Regions from separate parts of the Sus scrofa genome. Here region 2 is linked to region 1. The links are chromatin contacts, called in public Hi-C maps. All regions are on one chromosome and are shown on one strand. The core of a region is the stretch at or near the end of the contact, and the rest is flanking DNA. Distances in the headings are between cores, read along the strand shown.

Region 1 (5,011 bases), core at 1,171-3,670:
CTCCCCTCGCTGACTTTATCTCTCAAGTTTGACTTTGATCAGGAGCGAGCAGGCACAAACTGTTTGCAGGCATTTAGAGGCCGTGATTTATTTGCAATCAATATTCTTTTTATCATCGGTAGTAAAACACAGCAAGTCAAATTATCCCATCAGGTTTTTTGGTAAATAACATTTTATCTTTCTAACAACCTCATTAGGCCTCATTATTACCATAAATTGCCCAGACAGACATTCACTCACAATTTTATCTTTTGACTTCCAAATCCCCAACCGCGAGGGCTTGGAAAGCTGGGCCTAGAAGGTGGGGTTGGGTTTGGGCTTCCTTTCCAAGAAGGGGTAGGAGGCCCTGAAATACACACGCTCACTGTCTTTGGGGTGGGGGTGGATTTCTCTGTACTTTCTTCTTGGTAAATACAAGGAGCACCTCCCCTCCCAGCCAGCCACGTTAGACCAGGAGCAGAAGCTCACCCTACAGCTCCCTCCCTACCCCCCCAAACACAGGAGAGTTTCCCAAATGGCACACATCTGTATTCAGAATTTCTGGAAAAAAGTCTAATCCTCCATATAAAATTTGTCGAGTTGTTGTGTTAGCAGAGAGGGACCCAGGACTCTGAGAAAGTTGCAAAAAGCACAAGATTTCTTTGGCTCGTTAGCTGGGTGGTCGAGGCCACGGAGACAACGAGTTTCTGGCCAGATTTCGTTTTTGCCTGATTTTTGCAAAACAGACCTTGCGGATTTTCTAACCATTTCGGTTGTGACTGTAAGCAGGACACTTTTCGGCCTCCTCTCTGCTGGGAATTCTTTTTGAAAGGATACCTTGTAAATCTCTCATGGCTTCCCCTGCATCCCGCCGCCAGAACAAAATGGGAGCTGATCTCTTTCGATAGCAACCGGTCTGAAAGGCAGCTGGGGCCGCTTTCAGAGAAACAGGCTCTCCTTTCAAAACTATAAGAAAAGTTACAGGAAAACGCAGTGTCCGCTTCGCTCGCACACAGGAGTCGGGGACTTATTTCCTGTCTCTTCCTCGGGGAGTGGGAGACTCGGGGGGTGCCTGAAATTTGCATGATCCCGCTGGCAGCAGGGCAGGAGGGGGCTGCCTGCCCGACCTCCTCGACCGGCGCGCGGTTCCCAGCAGCCCAAAGTTGAAGCCGGACTTCGCAGTCAGACCTAGGAAAATGGATCCTCTGGAACGACAGACTGGCCAGCGGCCCCGCGGAGCATTAAATCTGCAAACCCCACTCCCATCTGACACCCACCGGGACAGGAGGCTAAGAGGACGGCATTTCTTTAAAGCCCAGGGCGCTGTTCTCTCTAATCCTCCATTATGTAACGCAGGAAGAAAAGTACTTTTCTCTCGGTGCAAATGAAAACTTTGGCAACTTAGCAAACTCAAAGGCAACATCCTTTCAGACGCCAAAAATGATTTCCACTTATTTTTTTGTTTGTTTGCTTAATTTCACATTTGCACTCAGGCCATTAAGAGCCCTCGGCCCCATCCCGTCTCCATTGTTCGGCTTATTTTGACCGACTCTGCGAGGCTCTACAGGGTTCCCTCTGGCAAACTCGGATACAACTGCAAGAGCCTCTGCCAAAGAGGGAGAAAATCGAGTCTCCCCGGCCCAGTCCCAGAGCCCCAAAGGTCGCGCGCTCCTGCGTGGGCCCGCGGCCCGGGAAGGGGCGTCCGGGTAAACCGGGCCGAGCCGCCGCGCTGGAACCCGGGCCGCGGACCCCGCCGCCGCCACCGAGCTGCCAGCCAGGGGCGACTTTGGCCCCGGCCCCCAGCGCGGGCCGCACACCCCGGGCCTGCTCCCGTGGCCTCCGGCCTCTCTCGGAGGACCCCCCCCCCGCGCGCCGCCCCCGCTGCGTGGCCCAGGCCTCTCACCTCCCCGCGGCCCCGGCCGATCGCGGGGCCGTTCCCGGCCGGCCTCGCCCCGCTCCTGCGGCCCCCGCCGCCTCGGACCCGCCGGCAGGGCCGCTGCGGCTCCCCGCCCGGGCCAGCTCCGCCCGCCCGCCCGCCCGCCGGCCCCTCCGCGCGCCGCGCCGCCCCGGCTACCGCGGCCCCGGGCGCCGCCGAGCAGGCCGGGCGCACTCACCATCTGCGAGAAGAGGCTGAGGTCGGCGGCGTAGGGCAGGAAGGCGCTGTAGTTGGGCGCGCCCGCGTACGGTCCGGCCGCCGCGTACATGCCCAGCACCGAGGTGACGGCGGCCGCGCCCGCGCCCGCGCCCAGCTCCGCCGCCCCGGGCCGGCCCGACGAGGCGGCGGCAGCGGCGGCGGCCGCCGCGGCCAGCACCCCCGGGCGCTCGCCGCCGTAGGCGCCGGGCCCCGCGGCGCTCAGGTACTGCGGGTAGCCCAGCTGCGGGAAGGACATGTCCGCGGACTCGGCGGCGGCGGCGGGCGACTCTTAAAGGGGCGGGGGTGGGGGGAGGCCGAGGCGGGGGGGGGGGGGGCGCGGCGGGGGGGAGGGGGCGGCCGGCCGGCCGGCCGGGCGCGCTCGGGCCGGCCCGGAGGCGGGGGCCGGTGGCTGCTTCTCGGCCCGGTGCTCGCTGGCGCCCGGCTCCCGGCTGCGCCCGGATCCGCGATCGCGCGCCGACTGCGGCGGCCGCCCTCCGCTCGGCGGCGGGGCTTTCAGACACAATTTGAAGTTGATGCTTTGATTGGCATCCCCTTGAGCGCTGGCCCCGCCCCCGGCTCCCCTCCGCCCCCTCCTCGCCTCCCGCCCGCCCTCGCCGGCCGCTCCCGCCCCTCCCGGCGAGCACGTGGTGCCCCGCGCCGGCCGGGCCATCTCCGCCCGCGGTGGCCGCTCGAGCGGCCGGGCTTAGAGTGCGGGCCCGGCGGCCGCGGGCTCCGTCCCGATCGGTCCCCACGGCTGTCTGACAGCCCGTCGACGCCGGCTTATAGCTGTCGGACACCGGGGTTTGCTGTTTCGCAGCGGAGGTGTGCCTGCGCTCTCACAAAAACACCTCGGCGCCGGCTCTTCTGCGCTGGGGACGGCGGGGAAGGGGCTGGCCCGAGCGCGGTGACAGCCGGCGGGGAGCGAGCGGCCTCTCCTCTGAGATCGGTGCTGCCTTGGCCTTCCGGGGACGTCTCTGGCAGAAGTGCCACGAAGCCGGCGTGGCGGGACACCTGACGCGGGCATGGCGTCCCTGGGACCCCCGCTAGGACCTCACAGGCCACCCGGCAGTGACGGTCCTCGCTGCACTTGGAGAAGGAGCACTGCGAGCTTTTCCAGCTGAAAACTTTAAGAAAGGGCAAGCCCAGCTGGGAAGCCCCTTGCCCGGGGAAAGCTGATGGCCGGTTCTTGGGCGTGAGGGGATCTTTTCTTTGCGGAGAAAGCATCGTTGCGGCGGGAGGGAAATAACCCGCCCCCACCCGGAGATGGGAGAAGGCTGCGTGTCCGGGACACCCCTCGCTTGTCCACTAGGTGTGCAAACACAGGAAGTAAACTTGGGTGGAGTGCGCCAGTTCCCAGCCGCGCCGCGACCAGGCCGGGGACAGGGCATCCCTCTTCTCGCTCCCTCTCCGCTCCTATCCTGTGCGGGAAGAGCCAACGGCCCGGCCGCGATGCGCGGGCTCTGGGAGGCTCCGGTCGCCCGAGGTCTGGCGGGGCTGGGGCGCAGACGCCGAGGGCACGGTCCTCCTCGCCTCCCCAAGCCCTGGACCGCTCGGCCGGGTTGCTTCTGAGCTGCGCTCGCTGGCTTGGTCCTGGAGACCGGCGAGGAACGCGCCCGCGGTACCTGCCTCGGCTCCCTGAGGTCACTTTGCGCGCCCCAGCTCCTAAGCGGCAACCAGAGGCAAGCAGGTACTCCCTGGTGCTGTGCTCCGGGCTCGCAGAAACCTACAAAAATGTCATCCACGGACGTGGGTGTCGGCCTTGGTTTGGGCCCATTTGGGACAACAGAACCGAAGCAGGTCCCCACGTGCTGCGCTGCCGGTGACCTGGGCCACCTGCTCCCTGGGCACCTACCCGAACACCATTCTCTGGTTCCCTCTCCAGGTGCCCCACCTTCTGGCCCAGGGACTCCTGCAGCCTCAGGAAGGATCCTGTTTCCCCATTGGGGGGCCTGAGGACATCCACAGAGCCACCGCCTGTAATTAGCAGCAATAAGGCCCATAATAGTAATTACTAATTACCAGCTGTGTAATCAGGCTTTATTTTCTGTGCTCAGAGTCGGGTTTTCTTCACGTTCATGCTGTCTCCCTTCTTCTCCACCTGCTACCCCACTAACCACCGCTCACTCCAGAAACTTCCTGCTGCTACCGCCTGGGCCCCTTTCCTACTTTGATAGCTGGGGGGAGGGGGGAGCAGAGGGAGGCATGCCTGCCTGGGGGGGGGGTCCCCTAACCACAGCTTCCTCCTGCTCCTGCCACCCACCGCCCTCTCCCCCACACCCAAAGCAAGCCAATGGGCCTATCCCACCACTGTCCAGCTTAGCAAACTCCAGTGTCACCTTTCAGGGTGACCTGTAAATACAGGTGAGATAAGCCCTCTTGTGCGACCTGGAGAGCCAGGTGGAATGCAAACCCAGAGAAACTGTGTGAAGATTCAGCCACACAGCTAAACATCCCTTTCCCACTCCCCACATGCACCAGCCCAGGCTGACGCCCATCAGGCTGTCGCCATCACAGCCTGGGAGGGAGAAGGAGTGAGACAAGATGAGGTGGCAGGCTTTGTCTGACCCTCAACCAGCCCAGCAATGCCAGCCTCCAGGCCTTGTCTGTATCATCTCCCTTCTGGTCAGGAAATGACTGTAGGTCCCCGAGGACACCTGCCGGGTGAGTGGGAAGCGCCCACCGGAAGTGGTGCCTGAGGATCCCCCAGGAGGCGATGGGGAGACTGGCTCTGGAAAGGCCTGTGGGCTTGTCCCCTGGGAGCCCTGGGAAGGCGCCTGGGGTGGAGGGCGGGATCTGGCTGGAGCCTGGCAGCCAGGCTCTTCCTTACTCTCTCTTGGCCTTTTCCCCAGAAACTTGCACAGGGAAAACTAGGAAGCAAGGCAGACAAACAGAAAAGAA
Region 2 (4,972 bases), core at 1,350-3,849, 1.2 Mb after region 1:
GATAGTTAGACCCTAGTGCCTGCCGGACAAGGAGAGCCCAGCAAGTTCCCAGGTTCGGGAGAGGGGTCGGCCAAGGCACAGGTCGTCCACAGGGGGCAGGGTGTCCCAGCTTGCTACAGCAGCCCCAAGCTTCCCCAAACAGGGTGGGTGGCTGGGCCGGCTGCTCACCGGGCAGCGTGGGCCTGGGGTGAGCAGGAAATGAATGCACAGCGGCCTGGCAAAGTGCAGCGGGTGAGCGGGATTTCGGGATCTGGGAAGGAGCCGGCCCTTGAGAACCCGGCGGGCAGGCGGGCAGGCAGGCAGGCGGGCGGGTGGGCGGACGGGCGGGGACAGGCAGGCTACTCCGACTTCAGGCTAGAGAGGAAAGCAGGAGAGCGTAGCAGCGGTGGTCACAGGAGCCCCTGAAACCCCTCCCCCAGAGGCCTCCTCGGCCAGTTGTGCCCACCCCTCTCTGAGGGTGAGCCTGTCCGCTCAGAAGATGAATGGTTGCGTGTCCAGGGGTGCCATTCCCTGAGCGCTGCCGGCTGAGTCTCCAGGGAAGGAAATGGAAGGAAATGCAGGCCTGGGCCAGTCGAGCGCTTCCAGCCAGCCGTAGCCCCAGGCGCTGGCCGCTGGGACCTGGGGCGGTGGCTTCCTCCTTGGCTGAGCGCTCACAATCACTGGGGCCACAGCCCCTGGAAGGAGTGAGGACAGGATGCTGAATCCGCCGACGACCTGCGGCGGAGATTGCGGCTCCCTGAGCCCTCCGCCACCCGGGGCTCGGGCGCCTCCCTCCCCTCTGGCCTCATTGTGGGAGAGAGTGAGTTGTTTGTAAACAATAAATGATGGGAAGTAGGAGGACGTTGAGCTGGAGCCGCCGCCGAAGAAGCCGGGAAACTGGAAGGAGAGGGGAGGCGGGAGCGTGGGGGAGGGGACGCGCAGAGGCGGCCGGGGAGAGAGATTGAGAGATTCATTTCTGCCCGCGAAGCCCCGGTGGCTAGTTTCTGATTATTTACAGGAAGGTGATATTAGCAATTCAGGTGAGAAAGAAAGAAACACGGCCGCCACGAAATCAATACAGAATTCAAAAACAATTATTAACGTCATTTGACTCGTGTTCTTTATATATCTCTCCCGGCTACAGACGCTAAACTGTCTGAATAATTTGCATGGAGCGGCTATTCATTATTTCCGATGATTTTCCTTTGCAAGCAGCTCGGACGTGGCCGGCTGCGGTCCAACGCGATCGGAGAACTCGTATTTTCATCTGTAAATTAAAGCAATTACGCAGCAGATATTATATGATGGTACCGTGGTCTCCAGATAGTCATCAATCACCTTCAACCGAGCTGTCAGAGCCGGCAGATTTCGTTTCTGGGAGGCAGCTTTGCAGCTGGGAGAGGGCGAGAACGTCACCATTAATTAGAGGGTGACCCCGGGGCGATTCGCAGGTCTGAACCCAGGATTCTCTCCCAGCAAGTCTGCACAGCGCCGCCGTGCACGGCTCCCTCCCCGCCGCCGAGCGAGCGGGAGGCCCGGCCGGGCCAGAGCAGCCGGGGCGAGCCCGGGCCCCCGCAGGGCGGGCGGCGCAAAAGGCGGGGAGCGGGCTCGGGGTGGCCCCGGCGCCGCCCTACCGCCTGCGCGCCAGCCTCCGCTGTGCCCTCGGGCACGGTCCCAGGGCCGGGACTGGCTGCGGAGGGCTGGGGCGGGCCCTCGACCGCTCCCCAGACCGCTCCCCGCGCCCTGGGCTGGGAAGGGCGTCCCGGCCCAGCGCCTCCTCCGCGGGTTCCCAGCCCTGAAGGTCGCCGGGAGGAGGCGCGCGGCGGGAGGGGCCCCGAGCGGAGTCGGGAAGCCCGCCGGTCCCAGCGCGCTGGCCTGTCCGGCAGTCCCCGCTTTAGCCGCGAGGGGCAGGGGGAGCCGAGGGAGGGCGGCCCGCGGAGGCGGATGGGGGAGCCCAGCGAGGGCCGGGGCGCCGGGCTGGAACTCGCAGACGCGGCGGCCGAGAGAGGCCAGGCCTGCGGTTCCCCTGAGCCCTGGGGCGCTGGGCCCAGGGGAAGGCCCAGGCCCCCACTCTCAGGGCGCTCTGACCCCCACATGCGGACGCGCTGGCGGCCGCTCCATGGCCGGCGGAGGGCTCGAACTGGCTGGAGGCCTTGCGGCTCCGGTTAAACAATAGCCGGGCCCGCGCCGCCTTCGGCCGCCGCGCCGGCCGGCGGAGCTGCCTGCCTTCCCGCTGGCGGGGCGCGCGGAGAGCGGAAGCCTGGCCCGGGCGCCCGCGCGGGGCTCATTTGAACTGTTGATCACATCTGCAGCGAAGACTCACTCGTGTCCCCCTCATACGTCTCATTTGTAATTGAGACTAATGATTACAGTGGGGCGGGAAGGAGCAGCTGCTCATTAATTAATTTCTAATTAAAAGTGCCTCCCGTCCTCGGTGACGAAGGAGAAGCACCGTTCGTCGGGGCGGTATTGACTCCCCGGATGAAATCCATTTGTTCCAGCCGCGCGCCCTCCGCCCCGGGCGGCGCGGCCCGCCTGTCCCCGCCCCGCCCGGCCGCGGCCGCGGCCGAGTGACCCACGCGTCTGCGGCCCGGCCGGCTGCGCGGCGTGGGGCTGACGTCAGAGCCTCCGCCGCTTAAAGCCGCGCACCGCTGACTTGACGGATTCGCGCGTCTCCTTTTTCTTTTCTTTTTGGCAAAATATGTATTTGTGTCCCTGCTTCGAGGCCGGGCGGTCCCAGAGCCCCCTCCAAGCTCCGGCGCGCGAAGCTAAAGCCGAGCCTCACTTTCCTACTCAGTTAGAAAAGTTCGCGGAGCAGGCGGCCGAAATAACCTGCTCTTCTGCTTCGCCCTCCCAGCGCCTAGAAGCCGGTGGCCCCGGAGCAGTGGCCGCGGCCCGCCGGGCCCCTCGCGCAGGACCCCGCCGGCCCTGCCTGCCGGCCCCGGGCCGCGCCCGCCATGTCCTACCCGCAGTTTGGGTACCCCTACTCCTCCGCACCCCAGGTAAGAGGGCCCCGCGGGGCCGCTGGAAAGCCGTCCAGCAGCCCGCAGTCGCTTCCCAGCGCCCAGGCCCCGTGCCACGCACCCCTCGCGCCCCACCCCGGGGAGGGCAGAGGCGCTGAGGCAATCCGACGGGCAGGGCCAACCTTTCCCGTTATGTTTGTCCTCCACCCCCTACGGGCTCTGTCTGAGGCTACGCCCCGGGGAGCCCCCGCGGGACCAAGGGAGATGTGGCACAGGAGGACGCGCTCCCTGCGCGGCCTTGGAAACCTCCCGGGAGGGTGTGACCACTCCGGACCAGGACGGGCTGGGCCCCACGTGGCCAGGGGAGGCCAGGCGCAAAAGCTCGCCGCGGAAAGGAATGCGCGGCCCGCCGTGGATGGCGGTAGCTCCGGGGGCCTGGGGTGCGCGCTCCCGCTCCCGGCGGCGCGCGGGCGGACGGAGGCCCGGCTCCCGCCCTTCCTCGCGGCTCCTCTCTCTCCCGCAGTTCTTGATGACCACCAACTCCCTGAGCACGTGCTGCGAATCGGGGGCCCGCACGCTGGCCGACTCGGGGACGGCTGCCTCGGCCCAGGCGCCCGTCTACTGCCCGGTCTACGAGAGCCGGCTGCTGGCCACCGCGCGCCACGAGCTCAACTCAGCCGCGGCGCTGGGCGTCTACGGGAGCCCCTATGGCAGCTCGCAGGGCTACAGCAACTACGTGACCTACGGATCCGAGGCGTCTGCCTTCTACTCGCTGGTAAGGGAGGGAGCGGATCACAAACGCCTCCCTGCCACGCCAGGCCCCCAACCTCGGTGCGCCAAACTCGCTTTCCCCGAACTCTGGAGGCAAGGGGCGAGTCCCGGATCCCGGGCTTTGGGGACTGGAGAAGCAGGCCTTGGCTCCCTCGGACTCAGCACCTCTGAGCCTGGTCCTTCAGACTCCACCAGGGCCAGGGTTGGGTGTCCTGGTAGGAGGGATTTGTTTTCTGCTCTCTGCTAAGTTCTGGTCGGATGCCCGGTTCTGTGGGAGCTCACACGGGCCTCCCCCCACCCCACTAGCTTCCCTCCCCCTCACGCCTCCGGGCCTCCCCCTTCCTCTCCTCCTCCTGGCACCTCCCCACTTCTCCCCTTCTGTCCCCTTCCCTGTCCCTCCTCCGCTGCCCCCCAGTCCGTCCGTCCGTCCCTCCCTCCCTCCCTCAACATTCTCCCATCGCTCATTCCCCAGATGGCCCCTAACTGCTCCTCCTCCTCCTCACTCCTAGTCTTGGGGCTCCTTAGCTGGGGGAGGCGGGATGGGGGCTGGCCCAGGAGTCTGCCGCAAGCAAGCAGGAGCTGGGTCCTAGGGAAGGGGCTGGCGTTGGGTCGCTTCCAGGAAGCTGTGACCCCAGGCTCACCGGCTCCCACAGAACAGCTTCGACTCCAAGGACGCCCCTGGGTCTGCGCATGCGGGCCTCGCTCCGGCTGCCGCCGCCGCCTACTACCCCTACGAGCCAGCGCTGGGCCAGTACCCCTACGACAGGTGAGGGACCCTGGCCCCTCTCACTGCCCCCTTAGGGACCACCAACCTCTGCCCCCACCAGCGCCATGCCCCCCCACAAAGGTCGAGCACCCGGAGGAGGGGCAGTCCTCTGGTCCGACTGACCTTGGTTTAGGCCCAGCCCCGCCTCCTAAATACAGACTAAATACGTCCCCCCCCTCCCCTTTCCAACCCCCAGGCTACCTGTCCCCACTCCCAAGCCCTCCCTCCAACGTGGTTTTCGGGGGACTCTTGTCTTGCTGCCCTGCACCCTAACAAGTGTGGCCCTTTCAGTGTGTCTGGGCCCACCTCCCCGTCCTTCCGGGGCGGGGGGCAATGGCGTGCCCCATCTTCCGTGGGGCGACAGAAAAAGTTATCTGCACAAAGCCCAGGTAGGCTCTCTGGGCACGCTCTCCCCAGGGGCCCTAATGACCATTTCTGTCCGGGGTAGTTGGGTTCGCATCTCCAAGATATGCTTCCCTGGTTCGAGGGTCAA

The links. A called contact is a pair of places that touch in the nucleus more often than the background predicts.
Region 2: a Hi-C map of epiblast stem cells shows a contact between it and region 1, with 6 times the contacts expected there. The contact joins the promoter of IRX4 here to the promoter of IRX1 in region 1. A contact is called at or near these places in 2 of 47 Hi-C or Micro-C datasets (embryonic fibroblasts and epiblast stem cells).

Annotation. Positions count from the first base shown.
Region 1 is chr16:77,698,669-77,703,679 of Sscrofa11.1, forward strand. It overlaps IRX1 (iroquois-class homeodomain protein IRX-1), which reads right to left and starts at 2,421. Exons shown (of 5, transcript XM_021076840.1): 1 at 2,094-2,421. The coding sequence starts at 2,369.
Region 2 is chr16:78,937,434-78,942,405 of Sscrofa11.1, forward strand. IRX4 (iroquois-class homeodomain protein IRX-4) reads left to right here and starts at 2,600. Exons shown (of 5, transcript XM_003134165.4): 1 at 2,600-2,981; 2 at 3,466-3,717; 3 at 4,367-4,479. The coding sequence starts at 2,937.